Regions from separate parts of the Mus musculus genome. Here regions 2, 3 and 4 are each linked to region 1. A link is a contact called in public promoter capture Hi-C data. All regions are on one chromosome and are shown on one strand. The core of a region is the stretch at or near the end of the contact, and the rest is flanking DNA. Distances in the headings are between cores, read along the strand shown.

What was found. Promoter capture Hi-C pulls out the DNA fragments that hold promoters and counts their contacts.
Region 2: a promoter capture Hi-C map of pre-B cells shows a contact between it and region 1, with 5 times the contacts expected there. The contact joins the promoter of Selenok here to the promoter of Ankrd28 in region 1. A contact is called at or near these places in 2 of 39 promoter capture datasets (liver and pre-B cells).
Region 3: a promoter capture Hi-C map of pre-B cells shows a contact between it and region 1, with 4 times the contacts expected there. The contact joins the promoter of Mapk8 here to the promoter of Ankrd28 in region 1. A contact is called at or near these places in 1 of 39 promoter capture datasets (pre-B cells) and 2 of 9 other capture datasets (adipose tissue and liver).
Region 4: a contact with region 1 is called in a promoter capture Hi-C map of pre-B cells, with 2.9 times the contacts expected there. The contact joins the promoter of Dcp1a here to the promoter of Ankrd28 in region 1. A contact is called at or near these places in 1 of 39 promoter capture datasets (pre-B cells) and 1 of 9 other capture datasets (liver).

Annotation. Positions count from the first base shown.
Region 1 is chr14:31,828,745-31,831,834 of GRCm38.p6, reverse strand. It overlaps Ankrd28 (ankyrin repeat domain 28), which reads left to right and starts at 1,420. Exons shown (of 28, transcript NM_001024604.2): 1 at 1,420-1,508. The coding sequence starts at 1,482.
Region 2 is chr14:29,966,802-29,969,891 of GRCm38.p6, reverse strand. It overlaps Selenok (selenoprotein K), which reads right to left and starts at 1,512. Exons shown (of 5, transcript NM_019979.2): 1 at 1,356-1,512. The coding sequence starts at 1,374.
Region 3 is chr14:33,445,522-33,448,611 of GRCm38.p6, reverse strand. Mapk8 (mitogen-activated protein kinase 8) reads left to right here and starts at 1,454. Exons shown (of 12, transcript NM_001310454.1): 1 at 1,454-1,597.
Region 4 is chr14:30,478,058-30,481,147 of GRCm38.p6, reverse strand. Dcp1a (decapping mRNA 1A) reads right to left here and starts at 1,583. Exons shown (of 10, transcript NM_133761.3): 1 at 1,332-1,583. The coding sequence starts at 1,526. It also overlaps a transcript of Cacna1d not described here.

The sequences.
Region 1 (3,090 bases), core at 171-2,670:
CAGCAGAATTATGGCATAGTTATGTTAAGAGATATCAGAAGGCTCTTAGTGCATTTGATCTTGCACTTTGATATTTTCTGTTCTTATGGGGCTAAAGAGTTGTTTTTAATAATAGCATTATAATAAACTGACAGTCCTGGCACTGATCCCCATTTTTCTAGACTGCCATTAGGCTCAAATCGATTCTCTAAATAAAGTCTGTCCCAAGAGACACACCAATGCAGGGAAAAGATGAGGTTTGGTTTTGTTTTTTAAACCAACCCGATATCTCACGTTTGTGTTCTAACCATCTGTACCTTTTATTAATCAGGGGCTGGAGCCGCCCAGGCTGACAGACACAGGAGAACAACAATCTTCTCCCACACAAGCCTGGAATGGTAACAGTGTGCGGCTGCCTAAGAAAGAAAAGCCTTTTCTGAGCTGTGGGTTGGCGTGGGTGTGTGTGCCAGGGCGAGGGAGTCATTCCTCTTCTCCATCCAAGGATGCTATTTATTGAAAATCCTGCACATCTTTTTGAAAAAATTGATTTCTTTCAAGTGGGAGGCAAAAACCCTTTTGATGATAAAGAAGAAAGGGGGAAAAAAAACACATGCAAGATTGAAAGGGGCGCTTTGGAGAGAAATGTTCCGCGGTCACAACCTGTTCAGGCTATGAAGACCACACCCTTCAGTCTCGCGTGCCAGCAGTCCCCCGGTGACCACGTCTCCCCCAAAGCCCGCGGAGACATTCTCACTCTCGCTCCACGTGCGAGTCCGGTTCCCCGCTGCCCTCGCTACTCTGTTGAAAGCAGCATCGGCCCGGAGGTCTCCCTGGCTCGCACCGGCTCCGGCTGCCTTCTCCGCACCTGACTGAGCTGAGCTTGTGCACGCCACCTCCACGTGCCATCCCGGGCCGTTACCCGGTACCCAGTTTCCGTCCCTCCCCACCTCCAGTCCGGGCTCCGCCCACCGCGCCCGGGGCGCGCGCCCAGACGCCCCGCCACCTGGCCCGCCCGCTCCGCGCGCCGCCGCTTCCTGTGCCCCGCCCCTCCCTCCGCGGAGAGGCGGAGCCCGGGAGCGAGCGAGCGCGGTGGCGTGGCCAATGGGCGCTCGGCTTACTCTGGCCTCTCCCCCGCGCGGCCGCCAATCGCGGCGGGCGGTGGTGGTAATATTGTGGAGTGGAGTTTGGATGCCGCCGCGGCCGCGGGCTGGAGCGGCGCGGCGGCGGGGGCTGCTGGGGTATTTCGGGAAGGGGGTGTGAGGCGGCGGCGAAGGCGGCGGCTGCGTGTGGGAGGTGGCTGAGAGCTAGAGGGAGAGAGCGAGAGAAAGGACGGAAGAAAGAGGGCGGGAGTCCTTGGAGGAGGCGGGACCGGCGGGGCTCTTCGCGGCGGCGGCGGCGGCGGGCGGCCGGGGAGGCGGCGCCGCCCCCTGCCCGCGCTCTCTTCAACGTAGCCGGCCACCTACCCGCCGGGCGCGGGTAGTGGCCGAACAGCGGCGACCGCCATGGCGTTCCTCAAACTCCGCGACCAGGTAGGTGAGGGGCGGCGGGGCGGGATCGCGCCACCGAGGAGTCGGAGGAGGGTGGACCAGCGGCGTGGGCCGCCCGGGCGCCCTGTCGGCGCGGTGGCAGCGAGGGAAGAGGGTGTCCCGGGTCGGCAGCCGTGCGGGCCGTCCGCCTGTCAGTGCAGCCCCAGCTCCGAGAAACCCACGTGCCGCCGGGGGATCGCGGCCGCCGCCACAGGGGCGGGTTCTGCGCTCGCCGCCCTCGCGTCCGGCGCGCTGCCGGGTAGGCGCCTCCTCTTTCCTGCCAGGTGAGGCTCGGGCCTAACAGGTGGCTTTGCGGTGCGGAGTCGGAGCGGGGCAGGCGGCGGCCGTGACCTGGGGTCACGACCTTGCCCTCGGGTTCGCTTCGCGGGGCGGTTCACGGTCCACCGCACCGTCTCTGCGGAGAGGTAGTGGCGGTCGAAAGCAAACCCACCGGTGCCGATGGATTCTGCTGGGGACTGGTTGTTACGGTGCATATTCCCAGGCTGGTTTTCTCTTGGCATATTCTGCACCATCTTGGTTTAGTTTTCCTGACTTAGGAAGAGCTTGTCAAAGAACACCTGAAGTGCTCAGAAGACTGCAGTACACTGTGGGCTGGGAAAAATAACTCTGTATCTACCAATGAAATCGCAACTATGTCTGAATGAACGCTTGTTACCCTTTTAAAAAGGCGAGAAGGTGAATTACCAGACGCTCCCCAGTGTTTGTCTCTTTTAAAGAAAAGGGAAAGTAACGAGTGGATTTTACGGAGTCGCGGGAACCTATTAATGCTTGAGTACCCCTTTTGCCATTGTTTTTCTGAATAGGAGATACTGAACAGATTTGAAGGGAAACCAATCAGAAAGTGGGCACAAGCTTAACAAAAACGATAGGGAAAAACTTAATGTTTTATGTCATTTTCTACCAATTAAAACTTAAGTTCTGAGTCTAGCTAATGTCAATTCTCACTTAAAAAGTGAATATTCTACTTAGGCTGAATGCTGACTTTTAGTATCATTTGGTATCAGCAGAATTTTAGCTGATATTAACAATAGGGCATGATACTTTGAAAAACTCTGGTTGATAAGTTTGTATTTCAAAATCTGTGAATAACTTTACTGTTCAACATGTTCCATTAGCTACACATAGAATCTTTGAGTTGATTAAAATTAAGAAAGCACAGTTTCTCAGTTGTGCTAGTCAAAAGCACACTTTTCAAAAGTGCTCACCAGCCACAGGTAGCAAAACCTTTCATTGCACAAAGTTGTCAGGAAAAAACAAAAAAATCTGTTAATAACAAGCAGAGTTCAAGCCCAGATCATCTAATTCATATGTAGTTAATACCATGAAACTCAAGATCTAGATTTTCAGCTAATCTTTATTACTCTAGTAACTCTTTGTACCTGAATATTTGGTTGTAATCCTTCACTTTTGGAAATGTATTTTGTGATTTGGTCATTGTGTGTGTTAGGGATTTGGTAGACTGTTAGAAGATCTTACTTTATAAAAAAAAATGAATAAATAATAAAAATCTATTGGCATCTGTGCATTTGAGTGTTTAGTAACTACAGTTTTGAAGCAGTCGTAA
Region 2 (3,090 bases), core at 263-2,762, 1.9 Mb after region 1:
CCACTGTGAGTGCAGTCAAACTCTGGGATCTAGCGTTCACTCCTTCGATAGATGTCTACTTTCAGTATGTAATTCTCGGAGGCGAACTCATTCTAGGCATCTCTTTGCCATCTCCTTCTCACTGGTAAAATGCACATGACATTTTAGTGGCGAGATGGATGCAGCAGAAGAACACTGATCACTTTTGAGTGCATAGCTGTATGAGCTAGTGACCTAAATTGCAAATAACAGAATCTGCGAGCGCTCGAAACTGAAGATGGAATGATGATGCTTCCTGTAGTGCCCATCACACCACCTATCCCAAAGCTTTGTAATCAGGAGGTGAAATCCTGAAAAAAGCCGAGAAATTCAAAGTGCTCTCAGCCCTAAGACTTCTGCTAATCGCCCTACTCTCTAGAGATACAGAGATGAATCTGATACAACCACACCTATTTCCAGGGCCCCAAGAGAGTCTTGTAGAAATGCGCCAAGGAGTCTCACCTAAGTCACACAGGTGGGCAGATGGTTCTGGCACTGATACGACCTTCTCAGGCTGTATTTTTTTCTTTTCCAGTAATTGGAGACTTGCTTCCCAAGTTCTTTCAAACTGGGTAAAGTCTTGGGCTTAGGACTAGCTACACTTTTAGGGGAGAAAAATCTGTCACAACTTTTGTATTGCCTGGCGTGGTGGTGCTTGCCTTTAATTTAATCCCACTACTCCGGAGTCAGAGGCAGGAGGATCTTTGGGAGTTAGTGGCCACCTTAGCGTACACAGTGAGTTACAGGGCAGATAAAACTACAAAGTGAGACCCTGTCTCCAGATTTTATTTATTTTTTTCATATTCTTGCTAGTCCTGCATCACCACCATCGCCATCATTATTGTACGCATTATAGAGGCAGTATGGTAGGTAATACTGGAGCCAACCTGAGTTCAATTTAACCTAAATTTCATATTGCCTTTGTGATCTTTAGCGAGCTAGTCAATCTATGTCTCAGTCTGCATCCGAAAAACAGGGATAGAAATACACCATCTGAATAGAACAGTTACAAGGATGAAAGAGATGCTAGGCAAAGAACGCGGCTCTAGCGGCCCAAACAAAAGCGCGTTGTATCCGGACCGGGTTAGCGTCTCTGTCATTCCCGGGTTAAGGACACCCGCGCCCGGGATCACTATCGCAAACCCACAATCGGAAAATTGGCTGTACCAGGAGGCTTCAGGGTCCCCCAGCGGCACCCGGGGACCTTCTGGGCTGCGCCTCGGCTCCCACCGCCTCCGCTTCCCACTCCTTCCGGCCACTGGTGTGGGGGAGGCCGCCCCAAGCTCAGGACCCGGCGAGTCAGGACAGAAGCGGCCCAGGGTAAGGCTCTCACTCACCATTCGAGATGTAAACCATCTTCCCTCCGGTTGCCTGCTTCCTAGCGACAGAGAAGACCGGACGCCCCTGTTGTCGCCGTACCTAGCCTCCCGCCCCGCCCTGTACGTCACAGGCCACTGACAGACCCAAGTCAGGCTAGAGGTGGGTCGAGCCCATTGGCTGCTGGGAGACCACTCCTGACTAGAGGTTCCGCCCAGTCACACAAGTAACTTCCGCTGGCGTGGATACTGCCTGAGTCAGGAGACCGGATATGACGTCTAGGAGAAACATTGTTTGAGGGTCCTTTTCCCCACCCCCCTCACTTGGTTCCGGTTTGACCGAGAGTCTTTGAGGCCACAGCACTGCCGACCGGAAGTTGCTTGCTAGTTGGCAGACACGCGCAGGGTTCGGGTCCGAGGTGGCTCGAAGGGCTTGGAGGGCGGAACGTTCCTCAGCTTTCCAGATGTGTTGCTGTCTTTTGGAGTGGCAGGGAGAGGCTCTGAGGCGGTGTCTGGGACATGAAGAGCTTTAACCATCAGGTTTTGCTGAACTCACTTTTAAGTCCCTCTGGACCGTATTCCCTTTAAGCCGGTTATTTCTGCTCTCAGTTTATTTGTTTTGCTTTTTTGAAACAGGACTCACACTGTATTCCTGGCTCTGAGCTCACATTGTAGACGAGGCTGGCCCTAAACGCAAAGATCTGCCTGCCTCTGCCTCCGTAGCGCAGGGATGAAAGACAAGCCTCACCACACCCAGCTGGTTTTTGTTTTTGTCTTTTGTCTTGTTTTTGTTTGTTTTTGATTTGGGATCTGTGTATCCCAGGCTGCCCTTGAACTCACTTTGTAGACCAGGCCTATACCAGTACTCATGTGGCATAGGCAGGTGGATCTGTATAAGTTCAAGAAGTGGAATTTGTTATTTTTCGAGACTGTTTTTCTGTGTAGCCCTGGCTGCCCTGTAACTAGCTCTGTAGAGCAGGCTGTTCTTGAACTCAGAGATCCACCTGTCTCTTGCCTCCCAAGTGCTGGGACTAAAGGTGTAACCAACACCCAGCTAAGAAGTGGCATTTTTAATAGCTGTAGAGACACAACTAGGGAAAATCAAATGAACTTCAGAATGACAATTTCCTCTGCTTGTCAGCATTGTAGACGTGACATATGCGTTAGAAGGCAGGTCTTGGGCATCCAGTAAGTTTGAAGAAAATTCCTTGCTGCCCCTGTTGTGTTTCCTTTGTGGTGCGGGGAGTGGGGGTGAGGAGAGGGGAAGGGAGGAATGAGGTGTGCAGTCAGTACAGAAAGGGAGAGTTGGGTGTTTTCCACCTTATTGGACTGGCTAGGGAGCTCTGGCCATCTGCCTGTCTCATCCTCCAGGATAGGTCTGAGTTGTGTGCAACCACTGTTGGCTTTTACATGACTGCTGGGGATTCTAAAATCCAGGCCCTCATGTCTGTGTAGCAGTCACTTTACCCACCGAGCTCTCTTCCCAACCTGGGTCCGTGATTTTTCTCAAGGGCCTTTCTAGACCTGGGCTTAAACCATGACGTTGCCTCTCACTCTCTGTGCTCTCTTTTCCTTCTAACTGAAATCCCTGGTTATACTTTTGTCAGACTGCAACAAGAATGATTTATTTAAAAAAAACAAAACAAAACTTTGTTTTGCTTAAAACCCTTTAGACACTAAAATGTAGTGATCTCCCATTGCTCTTACAAACTAGGTCCTTTTCAGTATCCACTGATATAGCCTGACCTGTTCACTT
Region 3 (3,090 bases), core at 205-2,704, 1.6 Mb before region 1:
CTCCACTGCTGAAGACATACCAGGGCCTTCCCATTACACCTGTAATAAAAACACCTCCAACACAGGATTTTGTTTTTATCAGTCTTCTCATTTTGCAATGTCTTCTTTGGTGTCCCAATAGAGCTGGCCTGTCTTCAGTTTTCCCAGTCTACCCCGTTCTGGAACTCCTTGTTCGCACATCAAGTTAACTCGGACATAATCCCTGGTCAAACCTGTTCTCAAATTAGGAGGCAGCTCCTTAGAGAAGGCTTTCCTGGCCTTATTAATACATTGGTTCCTTTCATAGTTGGATGTGTCCTTAATTTGCATTTTAGTGTCGATTTGATTTGGTGTATAGTTTATTATCTTGATACCACAAGAATTCTCTATAAGTTCTACTTATTGCTAGTGCTAGTACACTGCCTTTAAGAGAATAGGCAAGCAATAAAATATTTACTGGAGAAATAAGAAATTAAAATTAAAAAATTGCTGAGAGATAAAATGGGGGGAGAATAAATGAATGAGTGCTCACATTTGCTTCATGATAGCATCCCTGGAGAAAGACCATTTTAACATGTAATGGGAACAGTCTACCTGAATTTACTCAATACATATTTGTATATTTTGGAAATCACAGTATACTACACAGGTGTAAGAGAGACTGCCCTTTATTTCCTACTGTCAAAGCAATTGTCATACTTTTTTTCCAAGTTTAATATACTGTGCATGTAATATATTTTATATAAACGTAGAATCATTCTATATGTATGTGTTGCTTCTTTCTCTTAGTGATATTCTCCGTTGTTGGCGAGAATGCCTTTGAACTCTTTAAAGTGCTAAATATATTTTGCCTCATGAATGATAGTGATTTAAATACCTTTCCATCCATTGTCGAGGCTCGTCAGTTTATCCGTGAATAGTTAATATTTGCGAGAGCCGCAAGGACTTGCAGGTAAATCAGGTAAGGCAAAAAATCTGGAGCAGGAGGGTTTGGGGGGTAAAAGGAGGTAACTTCTTCCAGGGAGCTAGAGAACATCTACTCCTTGGTGGGTGGTAGGCCCTTGAAGAGTATCTGTCAAACCAGGACTCTCCGTGGTTCAGGTGTGTGCCCTGGCACGCGTGCCTGACCTTCAAACACTAACCCCTCCTCCCCGCGAGGCTAGCAACCATGCAGGCTTAAGCTATGACTGGTGTTTCGCCGCCACGCGCCGCCACGTGCCATCGCAGACCCGCCCCCTGCTGCTCCCGGCCCCGCCCCTCACACGCGGCCGCCCAGACGCTGCTCGCGGCCCCGCCCTCAGGGGAAAACCTCCGCTACTGCAGCCCGCCCCCCAGTGTAGCCACGCCCAAGTCGCGGGGCCACGCCCTCGTAATCCGGGCCCCCGGGGCTGGCCCGCCCCTAGGCCGCTCGCCGGCGCGGAGGCGGGGCCCTGCGCGATGACGTGGGCGGGCGTGCGCGTTGACGGCCCGCGTCTCTGTTAGTCAGCGGAGCGGCCGAGGCCGGACGTTGCGGCCGAAACGCGGAGCCGCGAACAGGATTGAGTAGCGGCCGCGGCCACCGCAGGACGGCGCCGTTCTCCGCTACGGGCTTCCAGGTCGCCGTTGGCTGCACTGCCGGGTGAGTGCGCGGGCGCCGCGGCTCGGGCGGCCGCCGCTTTTCCCCGGCCGTGACCCCCTCCCGGGAACGCGCGCGGGGCGGGGGCGGCGCGGGAACAATAGCGCGGGCGGCGGGGGCAGCGGGGGGCGTGGTCCACTCCGCGCGACCTGGCTTCACCGCTCCGGCCGGCTTCCACGTCGCGCGGGGGGAAATGGAGCGGGTGGGCGGCAAGTTCGGAGGTGCTCCCGCGGAGGTCGGGCCGACGCGACCGTGCATACGTCTCCCGCACCCACGGGGAGCGTGTTTTGACTGTGGGCGGTTTCTTTGTGCGGACGTGAGTGCCGCGACGCCGAGAAGAGCCGGGTGGCCGCGAGCGCGCCGGCCTGCGGGCCGCGCCTTGAGAGGGGCGCCTGCCGCTGACCTTTTGACTTTCCCCCGCCGCTGTCCCTTTGTCTTGCGCTTGGGTTCCTAGTCCAGACAAGGTAGAACCAAGTCCATTGTAAAGTACCGTAAGGAACGCATTACATTGTTATTCCCGAAAGTTTCCCATCCCACCGGGAATTTAATATCATGTTGACTGCACAGTGTCCGGTAGTTTCTATTTTTACTTCTGAAATTAAGTGATCTTTTCAGTAGAATTCTGGTCTGCCGGTCTATTGTGTTTTGAGATCAGCTTCCACCAAGTACCTGGTCAGTTAGAACATGTTTATTTCATTCATTCATTTGGCAACAGTTAGTGCTGTATCCAGGTGGAGAAGATGTGAAGGCCAAGAGAAAGACCCTTAAAAATTAGGGTAGTATGGAACAGAATAGATGTGCCTTTAAATGAGACGATTATGTAAGGGATGTATGTTAAGTAAGGTATTTGGCTCATTTGACTGGAACTTCCAAGGATAGTGTTAGGAAGAATATCCAGGTTTGGCTTAAATATACTACCTTTATTCTTAAATCCCACCCCCCCCTTGTCAATTTTCGTATCATTGGTAATGGTTACTTCAGTTCTCTTATTGAGGCTGTTAAACTTGGAAGGTTTACTTCTGTGTCTGACGAAGTAATCAAAATGGTACTTAGAGGCCTATTTTGCATCATTTCCCCATCACCAAGCATGGAAGTCATACTCATTGGGTTGATTGAAAGACTTTTATAGACAAAAATTTAAAATAAAGCCTTAAATTCTCCACGAAGTTTCAGATGTGTCACATACCACTCTCAGTTGGCTAGATCATAAATTAATAGAGGATGTTACCTGTTAAAGACCACCAAAGGGTTTGGAATCACTTTTTCACTTCTAGGTTAACTATTCCTGATTTTTTTCTATATAGTTAATAAAATAGAGGATTATGGCTTGTGTGTATAGTCATAAAAAGTTGAGTAGCCATACTTAAAAGTCAGAGATGCTCCAAACTCTCCAAATGAAACACTTACAGTGTCTTGTAGATAAAGGGGATTTACTTGGTACTCTGTCATCAAAGTTGAGAACTTTGTCCACTTCTAGTATTTTAGGTAAGAGCTTT
Region 4 (3,090 bases), core at 334-2,833, 1.4 Mb after region 1:
TCAAGGTATTGTGTACTGCAACTTAAAAAAAGAAAAACCAAACCAAAATAAAAAAACAAAACAAACTTAAGCAGTCTATGGAAGTTTATAGAAAAAGAATAGAACTTTCTTCAACCCTGATACCAGGGTTGAACTCAGAGCCTGGGGCTCATGATGCACAGCTGTGCACCATTGAGCTAAATCCCTACCCTTGGGAAATTTTCTTATAAGATCCTTTGTTTCATTTCTGGAGGATTTAGGAATATTTTCACAAGTTACACATTTTGCGGTTACCAAACACAATTTATTATTTTCAGAACTTTGTTAAGAATCATGGATAGAAACCATTCTCTGCCTTAGGCAAATTTGGTAGGGTTTTAAAATAAACAACTGAAAATGTGACTAAGAAATTGTAACTCGGGGTGGGTATATAGCCCAGTGGTAGAGGAACAGTGCCTGCCTGCTATCAGGGGGTCTTGGGTTTGAGTTCCTGTACTACAAGAAATAAACAAGAAAATCGAACATTAGTATTCTTTCTTTTGCTGCAACAGCGTTAACTCGGGTTTTCAGCGCAGGTGTTGAGCTTTAATGTTCTAAAACCGAACCTCTGTATAGCCCAATGAGTGAATGAGGAAAAACGGAGCACAAGAAAAGGGGCCGTGTACACAGGTGCTTCGAGTTGAGGTTAACTAGAATCTGCGAGTAGACAAAGTAACTTCTGCAACTCTATGCCACTCACACAATCCCAAAAGAAGGGAGCCATCAAAGGTCCTAGCACTGGTCTCTTTTTCTTGCAAACGTCTCCAAGGAATCCAGTTCTTACTGAAGTAGCCTTGAAAATTTTCCTCAAATTCCAGAGATACAGAGTAGTTCGACTAAAGCTGGTCTAACTCCTGAAGCTGATTTTTAAAGCTTCAAATCCAAACCATCACATTTAGGTCGGCAGGGAAAGAGGAGCGGACTCTTCCATCAAGTACATGTATCTAAGAGTCCTCAAAGTCTTCAAACACAGGCTTTCACTCACTTGTTAAAATTAACTTGTCTCATATTTTACCAATGCAACCTCAAGCCCCGAGAACCGACCCAAAAAGACTGATCCTGCCTCGTTTCTCTCCTCCATCCGATTTCCCTGCTCTGTCTCTGGTCTACTCCTTCCGCTACATTCTTTCAATTCCGCGTGCCCCGGTCACCTCTTTGGCTCCGGACCCGGTTTTGGGAGAGGTCCCGGCCTCGCCTTTGCGGTCCTGGGCTCCTGCTTCTCTCCCCCACCCCCAATCCTCAGCTGTCTGCGCGGTCCCTTTAAGAGGCGGCAGCGGCCAGGCTGGCCTTGTCCCCGGCCGGGCCTCACTCACCCACTGGTTGGCTTTGGGGCAGAAAGTGTACAGGGCGACCTGGCCCGTGAGGTCTGCGATGCTGGTGATATAGGGGTCGTGTTGTTTCAAGGCCGCCAGACTCATCTCTTGCTCAGCTCGACTCAACAACTCCATCTTGGATCTCAGAGCCGAGCCCCTCCGGCGGGGGCGGACTGTGGAACAGGAAAGTGCCATCCAGGCAAAGTTCCCCCAGCTCAGTCAGCCCTCCACTTCCGCCTACCGGCCCAGCCTTGCCGAGCGTGGTACTTCAGCTAATCTCATCCGCTGCTCCTGTGCGCCAGGAGCCCTGGTTCCGATTTTCTTCGGGCCGCGTCTGCCGGAAGAGACAGGCCCCCGCGCCTGCGCGGTGGAGCCGTGAGCTGATAGTCCGGAGACCTCTCTCACCTGGCGGGGTGTGAACCGGTTCCCTGAATGAACCTGACTCCTGCCGGGGAGGCTGCACCCCAGCGCAGTCCCTAACTCGGGTTCCGGCGCAGAATCGAAATGCTTGCTGCTGAGGACATGAGGTCTCCACGTACCATTTAGAAAACTCAGACCTGGCTGGAGAGATGGCTCAGCGTTTAAGAGCACTGACTGCTCTTCCGAAAGGTCCTGAGTTCAAATCCCAGCAACCACATGGTGGCTCACAACCATCTGTACAGCTACAGTGTACTCATATACATAAAATAAATAAATCTTTAAAAAAAGAAAAAAGAAAACTCAGTCCAAATGAGGAAGGGGAGCTGTCCGTCACTTCTGACCTCAGAGTGCACCTTCACTCTTAACAGTTTGGTAACTTTTGAAAGAAATGTTTCAAAGCAGCCAAACTAGCCTGCCTGGAACTACAATAGACTTGGCCTACCCTCTTTTGCTCGTCTTTTTCCTCATCTGGGTCCCAGATAAATATTTCTATTGTTCTATAGAGACGTCTATTATTTAAAATAGTAAGTAGATCTCTTTTAAAAAGAAAACATTTATTGGGCATTTTAAGGGATCAGGAAGTACTAAGAGGTAAAGCAAAGTGCTCAGGCTGTTTTCATTGAGTTGCTTTAAAAACCATCGTTTCTCTTTATTGAAGACATCTCAGCACAAATGAACATTTTTGAAAGGATAAACTTTACATTTTCTCAAAGTACCCCCACATATTTGTGTTGCTTGTGGTTTTACATACTAATGGAAGGGCAAACTTTACATTCTTGACAGAACCGCGTGTGAAGCAACTACAAAAGCTGGAACAGCCGCCTATCGGTTATTCACCCTTCACTTCTGTACACACTCACTGATCTTATTGAGTGGTTGCCAGCTCCGAGCTTCCAACTCTTTTGGCTCTAGGAGAAACTAAACGCAAGCAAACAGCCCCATGATAGATGTCTCTCTTTGAATTCCAGAGGGTGGCGTCCTTATTGCCATCTGAGCCAGGAAAGGTAGTGAAGGAACCTCACTACCAGTTCCAGCATGGCAGGCAAGGTTCTGGCAGACCTTGCTCTTCTCCCCTTTTCCCTCTGCCTTGCTAAAAACTGTTAGATTTTATTCCTAACACTAGCCACCAAGGTCTAGTCCCTAATTTAGCCACTTCTTTCTCCTGAGGCCGACTACCAAAGTCCAGCTATAAAAGTATTGAAGTCCAGCAATCAAAAGCCCCCTTTAGTTCACCTAATTAATGTGCCCAATTAAAATTAAACACATCCTACTGTGGGGTTTCCCCTTTTACCTTTATTAACTGCCGTTTGCCTGTGGGCCACTTCTGCCTCGACATCCA